Linked DNA regions of Capra hircus: region 1 is linked to region 2. A link is a contact called in public Hi-C data. All regions are on one chromosome and are shown on one strand. Each heading gives the region's core, a stretch centred on a gene start, on an enhancer-like site or on the middle of the called end of the contact. The rest is flanking DNA. Distances are from core to core; before and after follow the strand shown. Region 1 has its middle 93 kb from the start of NUP160. Region 2 holds the start of PTPRJ (receptor-type tyrosine-protein phosphatase eta).

Region 1 (5,855 bases), core at 2,236-4,735, 150 kb before region 2:
GTTCAGATTCTTTCTCCCAGCACATCTTGCTTAGTGCCTGCTAGTGCAGGGTCTGTTCTCAGCAGTGGAAACCCTGCGGTGAACACATCGCCCGCAGCCCTAATCCCTGCAGTGCCTACAGGGCGGCTGCGAGTGTGGGTGTGTTTGCTGTGTGGTGATCAATGCTGTGGAGAAGAGCAGAGCAGAAGGGAGAACGGCAAGTGGCCAGAGGTGGGAAGAGGGGCCAGCACTGCACACGGAGGAGGGGGTCAAGAGGGCTCCTCAGAGAAAGTGACCCAGATCCCGGACTGCACCCAGCACGGTGGAGGGGAGCTTTTAAAATGGAAATAAATTTTTTTGTGGAAAGAAGTATATTTGTTCTTGGGCAGAAGAGTCTCCAGGGAAAGGCCGACTTTGCTCAGGTCTGTGGCAGTGGCCCTCTGACACTGGCCCGGGGCACGGGCTGCAGAAATGAAACCTTTGTCATCAGCATTCTTTTAGACCGTCAGATGCAACTTTCTGCTTCCTTCTCACAAACCAAACCCAAGCAAAAACCTTCGGGGGTTAGCAGAAATGATTTGCATACAGACATCCTCAAATCTTTAGGTAGTTGCGCAAGCAGGCAGGAACCCACACTGCAGCCTGTGTGTGTGCGGGCTCAGTAGTGCCTGACTCTTTGCAACCCCATTGTGTCCGAAGTGCAGTGCTCGGTCCCACCCCCTCCTCCATCTCATTTTACCCTCCAGGCAGCCCTATGAGGGAACGTTATCATTCCCATTTTGTAGATGAGGAAACTGAGGTGCGGAGGGCCCACATGACTTGTTCAGTGTTGGCACAGCTGAGAAAGGACAAATCAGAGGTTTAAACCCAGGCCATCCTGGGTGTGTGCCCCGTGCTCTCTCCACGAGGTCACAGCCCCTTCCGTGGACTGAGAGTTGCAGTGGTTTTGAAAGCAACTTCTGAAACCTTTCCCAGAAGCAATTCAGAAATTACATAGTCCAACCCCTTCATTTTGCAGATCAAACAAGTTAACAATACGAACGTGTGCCTAAACACCTGGTAGCCATGAATGGATGTTGGTTTCCTGTCTTTGCAGATCAGAAACCAACGGTTTAGAGAAAAGAAGTTACTTCTCTGAGGTTAACAAGGCGGCTTAGTGGCAAAGCTCATAGACTAAGGCAGCCTTGGGACTTCTACACGTTTTCACTTCTCCCCGTGCCCCGTAAGGCCTTAGAGGCGAAAGGCTCTAGTGTCAGTGACAGAGAGAGAGGAAGAGCTGTCAGGACTGGAGAGCAGTGATCCTTTAAGACTTCTACTGAAATGATGCCTACAGAGGAATGGGCGGGGTGGGTGGGGGTCTGGGGCCAGTAACCGGGAGCAGCAGGGAGCTGGTGGGCTGATGTTCAAAGATAGTCGTGCTTTCTCTTACGATGCATAGACTGGCACCTGTCACATTGGACCTGCTTTTCAAAGTGCTTTGCTTTGAGAGGCAGGGTGGTGGCGGGCACTGCCAGCTGACTGTGGGCTGGCCGTCTTGGTTCCACATTCTCGTTCACAGGTTGAGCCTAAATAACAGTAATAGTTAATAGCTAACAGTTTCCCTGGTAGCTCAGATAGTACAGAGTCTGCCTGCAACGCAGGAGACCCAGGTTCAACCCCGGGGTCAGGAAGATCCCCTAGAGAAGGGAATGGCAACCCACTCCGGTATTCTTGCCTGGGACATGGGGCTTCAAAGCCTGAGAGACTGCACGACCGCTACTACTCTTTCTTCAGACGCCAAGCCTGACCTGTTCTTCCTCCAAAATAAGGAGTTCTTGTAGCTCTACCCAGCTTATCCCCCATGCCAGGGATCTCCAGAGCTTTGGGGACTTCCCTGTAGCTCAGACAGCAAAGAAACTGCTTGCAATGCAAGAGACTGGGATTCAATCCCTGGGTCAAGAAGAGCCTCTGGAGAAGAGAACAGCAACCCATTCTAATATTCTGCCTGGATAATTCCATGGACACAAGAGGCTGGTGGGCTACTGTCCATGGGGTCACAAAGAGTCAGACACGACTGAGTGACTAACACTGGCTGTAACAGTTAATGAGTCTACATCAGGGCTGGGGAGCTGGGGTGTATATGTGGGAGGGGGCTGGAGTGTACATGGGGGGAGCTGGGAGAAGGACCACTCATGTCTGGTCAGAGTGCAGAGGGTGGGTTAAAGCTTGGGGGAGGAGGCGGGCTCACTTGTCATTTTCCCCCGCACCCAATCAGGTCACTTGAGTTTTCTTCCCAGTTCACAGAGGAGAAGGCAGAGGCTCAGGGAACGTCAAGGTCACGTAGCCAGTGAAGGTCAGAACTCTAGTCTTTCTAAGCTCCGTTTCCCAGTTTTACGCTGGGTGTGTGAATGTGTGTGTGTGCGCGGAAGGGCTTAATCCCTTCTTCCACTTTAACAAGAGAATGCCACGGGGTGGGGGCGGGGGGCGGCTGGGCGGGGGGCTGGCGGGGGAGGGGAGGCTCAGTCTCCGTTACTAGGAGTAAATGCCGTGCTCTGGGAGGAGTCCCTCTCTGTTTGGGAATTTCACCAGGATGGGGCTTTATACAAACTCGAGGCAAGTCCCCGCCCACTGTCCTCGGGGAGGAGGTGGGGTCACCCCAGTCTGTACACAGATGCAGCCGAGAGTACTGAGTTCCCTTTCACGATGTGAATCTGTGTCTTTTTAACCACCCTTTACCCTGGAGGAGTGAGGGGGAAAGTCTTCCCAGAGAGAGATCCCAACGGCAAGTTAGGTGCCTCCGTGGGAGGTCTCTGCACACTGAATAATGGAGGTGAGGAAGCTGCCTCGCACCCATGTGACTGGTTTGAGTCAACCAGTCATTCATTAATTCACCAAAGCTCTGCTCGGCTTTGGGAATTTACTGGTGAGTTGCTCCCAGCTGAACTCTAGGAGAGTTAAAAGGGCAGCAAAGCACCTCAAAATAGGAACTGCCTGGGACTTTCCCGGTGGTCTGTTGGTTAAGAATCCCACCTGCCAGAGAGACTCAGACCTAGAGGACAGACTTCTGGACACAGCGGGGGCAGGAGAGGGTGGGAGGGACTGAGAGAGCAGCGCGGGAATGTGCACGTGTCCACAGATACAGTGGACGGCTGAGGGGACCTTGCTGTGTCATACAGGGAGCTCAGCAGCCCGGCGCTCTGTGACAACTGAGAGGGGTGGGAAGGGATGAGAGGTGGGCGGGAGGGTCCAGAGGGAGGGGACACGTACCTGTGGCTGATTCATGTCGAAGGCAGAAACCAATACAACGCTGTAAAGCCGTTATCCTCTGATTAGAAACAAAACGAAAAAGGATCCACCTGCCAACGCAAGGGACGCAGGTTCTGGTCCCATGTCGGGGAAGATCCCACGTGCCTCAGAACCTCTAAGCCTGTTCGCTGCAACTAGGAAGCCCAAACTCTGGAGCCCCCGAGCTGCCGCTCCTGAAGCCTGAGTGCCCTAGGGCCCCCTGGCGGGCAGCAAGAGAAACCACCGCGAGGAGAAGCCCGCACCCCACACTAGAGGGTAGCCCCCGCTCACAGCAGCCAGAGAGGAGCCTGCGTGCAGCACGGGAGAGCCCGTGCAGCCGAAGAGAAATACATAAGTACGGTTTCGAAAAAGAAAAAGATTGGAGCTGACGGTGAGACCTGTGCAGCCCACAGGGAGCCTTGACGTCAGGGCGGTGGGAGAAGGAGGGGCTCTGGGTCATGTCAATATTTGGAGAGTTTGAGATCAGGATGATTTAGTGGGTGACGAGATAAATTTCCAGTTAGAGTCTGGAATCAGGGAAATGCGGTTTAGACATGTGTTTGGTTGTTAGTCGCTCAGTCGTGTCTGACTCTTCGTGACCCCATGAACTGTAGCCTTGCCAGGCTTCTCTGTCCATGGGATTTCGCAGGCAAGACTACTGGAGTGGATTGCCATTTCCTTCTCCAGGGGATCTTCGTGTTTGGTTAGTATAGGCTATTTTTAAATTTGAATTTAAATGCCTTTAGGTGGGGATCCCATTCCCAGCTTCCTGGGTTCTCACCGCTCCTTATTGGCCCCATCAGATTTATGTATTTACATGACCGGCCATCTGCCCAGCCCTGTGGCTAACAGAATTTAGCCACCCGATCAGTGGATGTCTCTAAGTTTTGAGAGTCTATTAATTCAAGTAGAAACAACCCAAAGGCAGATTTGCAGAATCTAGTATAGTTTTAAACTTTGAACTTCTCTCTCATTCTCACCGGAATGAGAATAATGCCAGACTTTACTGGTGATCTTCACTGATGACAATGATAATTGCTAATAAATAATAGTGAATAAGTTGGCATTCGTTTCCACTCATTCCATGTGTTCATTGAGAGCTGCTCTGTGTTAGCACTTTTCTAGGTCTCTGGAATACAGCAGCGAAGAAAACAGACAAAAATGAGACTTGAATTCCAGTGTGGGTGGAGGGAGACAGACAGTAGAGACATCATCGAATTAGATGGCAATAAGCATTGCGGAGAAAACTTGGGAAAGAAGTAAGAAGTATTGGAAGAGGAGGGCTTAGATGGGGTGGCCGTTGTGGGCTGCACTGAGAAAATGAGTATTTAGTAAAGATCTTGATTTAGTGTGGGAGCTGCCTTTGGAGCGAAGACCTAGGCAGGAAAAAGCGGCAAGGGCAGAGGGGTTAGAGGAGCCCCGTGGGCCCACCATGCACAGCTCTGAGTCACTTCTCTTCCTTGAGGGAGGTACTGTCATTGTTCCCACTTGCAGACTGTGGCCGGAGAACCTAAGAAAGCTCCTGTGGGTTCATAAGAGGCAGAACCGGGCTTCTGACCCAAGCAGCCTAACTCCAGATCTTGTGCCTGTAAATGCTAAGCTGAAGAAATTAGACCCAGGTACGGAGGATTTACACCTTCAGCTATAAGCAGCCTTCCCAGCCCTGGAGGAAAACCCTGGGTGTGGTGGGAGGGGAGCGAGTGACTCGGGCCTTGGCTGGCTTCCTGCTGAGTCACTGCCGATGGGCCGTGAAGGGAGGCGAGGGGCACTCAGGCCTCCCCTCCTCACACTGGTCGGTTCCTGCCTTCCGGGGGAGACCTTCCTGGCAGCCGGCCTGAACCACACATCGTCAGTGGGCAAATGTGTCTGACTTTCCTAAGAGCTCTGCTGCAGACTTGTGGGTGGGCTCCGTTTGCCAGTGTGGCCCCATGGCCAGCGAGAGGGACCTGGAGGCTGACCCTCTGCCCAGCCTGGCCCAGCACCCTCCAGCACGTGCCGGATGGACGCGTTCTGCCTCTCGTCAGACTGGCTGGCTGTCATCTTTAAGAGCAGCTGCGTGCTTGCCCCACCACTACAGACAGCCAGATGCAGAGGACAGCCACCCACACTGCCCTGGGCCTCGAGAGGCTCACCCTCTTGACATATTCATTCAAGCAGACGGCAAGGAAGGAACCCATAAGTACTATAACATATATATCAAGTTTGTTAAGATTTCAAAACAGGGACTGACAAATAATAGCTAGCATGGACTGAGCACGGGTAGTGTTCGAGACGCTTACCATAGTTTATCTCATCTTCATAGTTCCCTTGCCACCTAGCAAGGGAGGTGCTTCCTGTTTTATAGAAAAGAGCCTCAGAGAGGCCTTACCCAAGAAAGGGCCAGAAGGACAGCGGGAACAGAATCCTGGAGTCAGGAAAGTACAGGCAGGGGGTTGGCTCCCTGGAGAGCCACAGGGTAAGACTCTGTGTTTCCACTACAAGGGGCACGGGTTCAGTCCCTGGTTGGGGAACTACAGATCCCACGTGCTACATGGCATAGCCACACCAAAATAAAGGGACAGAGGAGGACAGTGACAGCTGAAGCTGGAGAGAACCAATGGGACCAGACTCGA
Region 2 (5,390 bases), core at 2,283-4,782:
ACCGCATCTCCTGCGCCGCCTGCATTGCAGGTGAATTCTTTATCCGCTAAGCCAACGGCGAGGCCCTTTCTGTTGCATTCTTTTAAAAAGTACTCACGAGGTGTCCCCCATGCCATGTGTCTTGTGGGGGGCTGTTTGCAAGGGTCCTTTTGGTCTGTGGTCAGTGGAAGAGTTTGGGGCCTGGACTGGCCTCCTGTGTCTGCCTCTCGCGGACCTGCTCGGTGACCCTGGATGACAGGTCACTGACCTTTCACTTTCTTTATCTATAAAAATGAAGGTTACTGTGAAAATTAATCGTCTAGCTTTGTGCTTATTATAGTGTTGACTAGTGTTCCAAATAGCGTTCTTTTGGTTGCAAACCTTAGACAACCCAAACAAAAGTAGTTAAATTTAAAGGGGTATTACATCTCCCCAGCTAAGAAGTTCAGAAGTAGAAAGAGTCTAGAATTGCTTGATTTGGCAGTGCAAGGATCCAAGTGTTTTCTCTCTTTCCACATCAGCCGTCCTCAGCTGGTGGGTGAGTTCTTCCCTCCTTGTCACATAGTGGCTGCAGAAGCGCCAAGCATCACGGGCAGATCTGCTGAAGTCCAGCAAAGCAGGATGGTATTTCCTTCCATGCATTTCCTTTTTATTAGAGAAGAAGTATTCCCCCAAGAGACCCCTTGCAGATTTCTCTTAGGTGCCCTTGTCCTTCGTTTTAGATTCCCTGAGTCCTAAGGCAAGGACTAAGCTGCTGAGGCTTCATTTGGAAAGTCAAGGCCCATTGAGGTCAAGGTGAGGGAATGAAGCTGGGAAAGACGTGAAGCCACGTGAGCTAGGGTGATGTCACTCTAGCTACTGTTTCATCATGAGCCTCAAAGAGATGCCAGCTGGTGTGTACACCTGGCATATAAGGTCTTTGGGAGGGTTGCCAGGAGAAACTGTGTCTGGATTTGTCAGAGGCACCCTGAGAATATCTTTTGAAGTTAATGTTTAAACCTTCCCTTAGTTCCAGCACATTTCTTGCCAGTTGCTTTCTGTTGGAAGCTAGTGGTTTAGGACACAGACTGGAGTCAGACTGCCTGGGTTCAGACCCTGGTGCTATGGCTCAGTAGGGACCTGTGCCTCCTGTTTAGGGCTGTTGGGAAGAGTGAATGAGTTAGTGTCTGAAAGCACTCAGAACAGTGCTCTGTGCGTATTGGGCCAAAGGCGCTGAGAATAGAGTCAAAGCACGATTCTAATCTTGGGAAACTTGTGTTTGGCCATGACTGTGACTCTTGGAATTTCATCTGTAGAACTCAGAGCTCTTTGACACGTTGTCCTGTGTCGTGACCAGCAGCCAGTCAGTGTTTGCCGAGTCTCGGACTGCAGAGGACCCAGACTGACATGCACAGACGCTCTTCCCCTTCCGGGTGTGCCTCCCCTGACTTCCCTCGGCAGGTGGTACCGACCCCAGGGCACACTCCATCCGTCTCCTCCCTCCCTCGCTCCACCATGGTTCCCCGGGACTCGAGGCCTGTCTGCTTTAGTTCTGAGGTTTTAGCCCAGTGCTTGGCACACACGGGTGCCCAAGAGTTGCTTGTTAAGTGTCAGTACTTTCTACCTTGACTGACTGATTTACAGACGTGTCTCATTTCCCTTCCTTTCCTGTAAACAGTTTGAAGACAAGATCTTTATTGCTTTAGGCAATATTTGGTGGCATGGATGGGTGGTTGAATGGCTTCCCGGTGAGGACATAGCCCAGAGATGCCCAGGCAGAGAGATGGTAACATTGTAAAGGGCTGGGATGTGCCACCCTAGGGTCACAACTCCAGGGCAAAAAAAAAAAAAAAGAGTGTATTGCCCTGTGCTGCTTACCTAGTGACCCATTCCTCCTTTTTCTCCCTCGTGTGGTCCATCCTGGATGGCGTGGGGTGCGGAGCATAGAGTGAGGGCGAGGGCTGGAGGGAGGAAGGCGAGCTGGAAACGCTTAGGCCTGAGATGAGGCGGGTTGAAGGGTACATGGCGGTGGTGGGAATGGAAAGTTTGAGAGTGGGGTGTGAGCAGGAAGGGAAATCAACAGGGCTCGCCCACCCCTTGCCTCCCCGCTCCTGCCCCCTGGCACTCCGTCCCACAGGCTGGCAGGGAGTGAGGAGAGGAGGAATGCTGGATTCCTTTGAGTCCTGGTGCCTGGGTCACTGGGAGACAGGGCTGGGGCCAGGCCCCCCTTCTGCCCATCTACCTCATGAGACGAGAGCGAATGTTCTTGTTTTCTCCATTTGATAAGCGCAAACTTGTGGGATAAGTGGGAGGAATACGGGGCTGAGTAATCGGGCTCCTGGGACCTGACCGGCCTTGGCCTTGTCCTTGCTGTGGAACCTTGGGCAAATCTTTCCCTTCACTGGGCCTTAGAGATTGGCTCCTCTGCAGAATGAGAGGCTCGTTCTTTCCTTCGTGCCACGTACTGAGTGCCTACCGTGTGTAATAGCCTAGGCGTGGGCACAGACGCAGTTTCTCTCCTGGAGTGTGCATTTCAGTCGGAGGAGACTGACGATGACTCAGGTGAAGGCTGGGAGAAAACACAGCAGTCAAGCAGTGTGACTGGGGCTCATTTCCATCGGCTGCTGGCACCATCTGGGAAGGTCTGGACGGCGGGGTTGAGGGTGAGGGCAGAGTGTTTTTGGAGAAGGGAATCAGTGCATAAAGGCTCCCGCGGAGAACCAGCTTCAAGAACATTGCAAAGGGCATGAGAGGTGATAACAGAGGGAACCTGTAGGCTGTGGTTAAGAGTTTGCATTTTATTCTAAGTGTGATGGGAGGTTTGAGGATGTTTTTTCCACTGGAGTCTCTTTTGATTATTTTCCACTTTACAAGGGCTGTAGTTGGAAATATCCCACTAACCAGAAAGGTGTGATTTTACTAAACAACAGGTTGAACAATCTTGAATTAATTTAGGCTTTTAAAGTGTGGGGAAATAATAGGGACTTGATAAATATCTTTGAGGATCCTCAGGGATCTAAACAGATGGCAGATGGAGACACCCTTTGGTTCAAACGTTTATTCTTCACAAAGTCGTTTGCCGAATGATTTTTAAAAAGATTCCTGCCGCCTCCTGATAGAAGATGACCTTTTGCACAGTGAACATCTCTAACACGGTGGATTTCTGCTGCCACCTGTCTGGCTTCATATCCTCCGTTCTCGACCCAAAGTGGCTCTGGGGAAGGGGTGGTGGGGGTGGGGATGGCCCTGCCTTCTTTCTTTTGGTCCAAAGAATCTCAACTCCTGTTGCGGTGTCCTTTTGCCTCAGAGTACAGTGTAATGACGGGAAGGAGCGCGGACCTGGGGAGTGGAAGAAACGCTGGGTAGCCAACAGCCGTTTGGTCTCCCTATAACTGAGTTCATCCATTGTTTGCAGATGGCTGGCGCTTACCCTGAATTCCCACGTTCAGTGGCCTCACACCCTAACCCTGGCTGGCAGGCCTTTGCTTAATGCATTTCTTAACACCCCACCCCAGTCATTAAATTTTCATCTGCTTTATTTCTGATTTGCAGTTTGCCCAGGCTGGAGGAATCTACTGACTTCCGTTTTCTTTCTCTGTTACAGATCCTGTGCACAGTTGACTGTAGTAAGTACCACGGCCCACTCTGCTCGTGTGCTGTTCGCTACTGCCCCCTAATGGACGCATCAATATTAACAGGACAGTGAAAAATCGCAGAAGATGCTAATTTGCTAAAACTCGCTTAGTTCCAGTATTTCTTTGGAAGTGGGGTGAGGGTGGAAACAGCAAATGAAAGAAAAAATTTGATCAGTTGTGCAACCCTGACAAATACAAATTTTTTTCTGTGATTTTTTTTTCTAGCCTACATTTGTGGGTGATTTTTTTTTTAACAGACAACTTAGTTTTCATAATGTAGTATGATGTATATTTATTTCATGTACTGTTACCCTGTAAGTATTTTCTTGTGTTGCTGAATCACCCCATGATTTTTTAAATGATGTACAGGTTTTGTATATAATCTTTGGAAAACCAGACGTAGCCTCCTGTATATTGTGCTTCCATGTGGAGGGTTGAGTCTCAGTTACTAATTAGTTCCTGGTCCATTGACGTCCTCCCTGGTCTATAGTAAAATGAGAAAAATGGGGTTGCTGTAGGAAATTTTTAATGGAACTTAATATATTCAGTTGAAAGCACCATTTACTCTGGGGTTATGTCCTCACCGATTTTTTGATCATTCTTCACTTCTATAAGAAATAAAATGAACAATATTTAGTAATTTTTTAATGTACCTCTTTGAAAAATAAAAATCGGTGGCTTTTGTCTGTCATCAAAATTCGAGGACTACTTTTTTTTCCCCCAGTTGGTAAAATCTCAGCCTGTGAACCGTAAAGATAAAATTCTTAGAATATTCTTACAGTGTCATACAAAGGGGGCATCCTTGCTGAAACCTTCTAATAAAGAGAATCTCACTTAATGACAGTAATTATGCAAAGCCTGTGCAAACAATAGGAAGAGTTCTGTAATTGCTTTCTCTTCCTTGTTAATCAGTTTGGTAAATAAGCTGGTAGGTTCCTTGCACAGGTTCAAATCACTGGTGCAAAAGAAGAAAAAAATCTGTGTGTAGAGGCCATATTGTAAGGTGGGGGAGGGGAGATGAAAGAACTGTGATACATTTAAAAAGTGATAGGTAAAAGTCTGTTGTACGGCCTGTATGCGGTGGTGGGGGGTGCCGTTCTATTAGCTTGCATTTTGTTTTCCTTTCCTATGTTCTAGGCACCAGCTGCAATGTGACTACATTCTCATCTACAACCAGTAACAGTGCATGGACCGCAGCCCCAGAAAAGCTTGTAACAGCAACTGTAATGGGTTTGAATGGCCAGTCCACTCCAGCCGACAGTGGGACATTTTCACCCCTGGATCCTGGTATGCACTATCTTCTCACCCTTTAAAATGGCTCCAGTCAGTTCCGTCGCTCAGCTGTGTCTGACTCTTTGTGATCCCATGGGTTATAGCACGCCACGTTTCCCTGTCCGTCACCAACTCCTGGAGCTGGCTCAAACTCATGTCCATTGAGTCGGTGATGCCATCCGACCATCTCATCCTCTGTCGTCCCCTTCTCCTGCCTTCAATCTTTCCCAGCATCAGGGTCTTTTCTAATGAGTCAGTTCTTCACATCAGGTGGCCAAAGTATTGGAGTTTCAGCCTCAGCATCAGTCCTTCTAATGAATATTCAGGACTGATTTCCTTTCGGATGGACTGGTTGGATCTCCTTGCAGTCCAAGGGACTCTCAAGAGCCTTCTCCAGGACCACAGTTCAAAAGCATCATTCTTTGGCGCTCAGCTTTCTTTATAGTCCAACTCCCACATCCATACATGACTACTGGAAAAACCATAGCTTTGACTATACGGACCTTGATTGGCAAAGTAATATCT

What was found. Hi-C and Micro-C count contacts between places; a contact is called where the count stands out from the background.
Region 1: a contact with region 2 is called in a Hi-C map of blood, with 6 times the contacts expected there. The contact joins the enhancer-like site here to the promoter of PTPRJ in region 2. A contact is called at or near these places in 2 of 5 Hi-C or Micro-C datasets (both in blood).

The regions. Positions count from the first base shown.
Region 1 is chr15:5,328,076-5,333,930 of ARS1.2, reverse strand. No RefSeq gene overlaps it. Among named protein-coding and RNA genes, the nearest start is that of NUP160, 93 kb to the left of the region's middle. Within about 2 kb of position 3,485, at least 1 of the 5 cell types and tissues checked has an H3K27ac peak or open chromatin away from gene starts, as enhancers often do.
Region 2 is chr15:5,178,995-5,184,384 of ARS1.2, reverse strand. PTPRJ (receptor-type tyrosine-protein phosphatase eta) reads left to right here and starts at 3,532. Exons shown (of 24, transcript XM_013969888.2): 1 at 3,532-3,584; 2 at 4,731-4,880. The coding sequence starts at 4,820.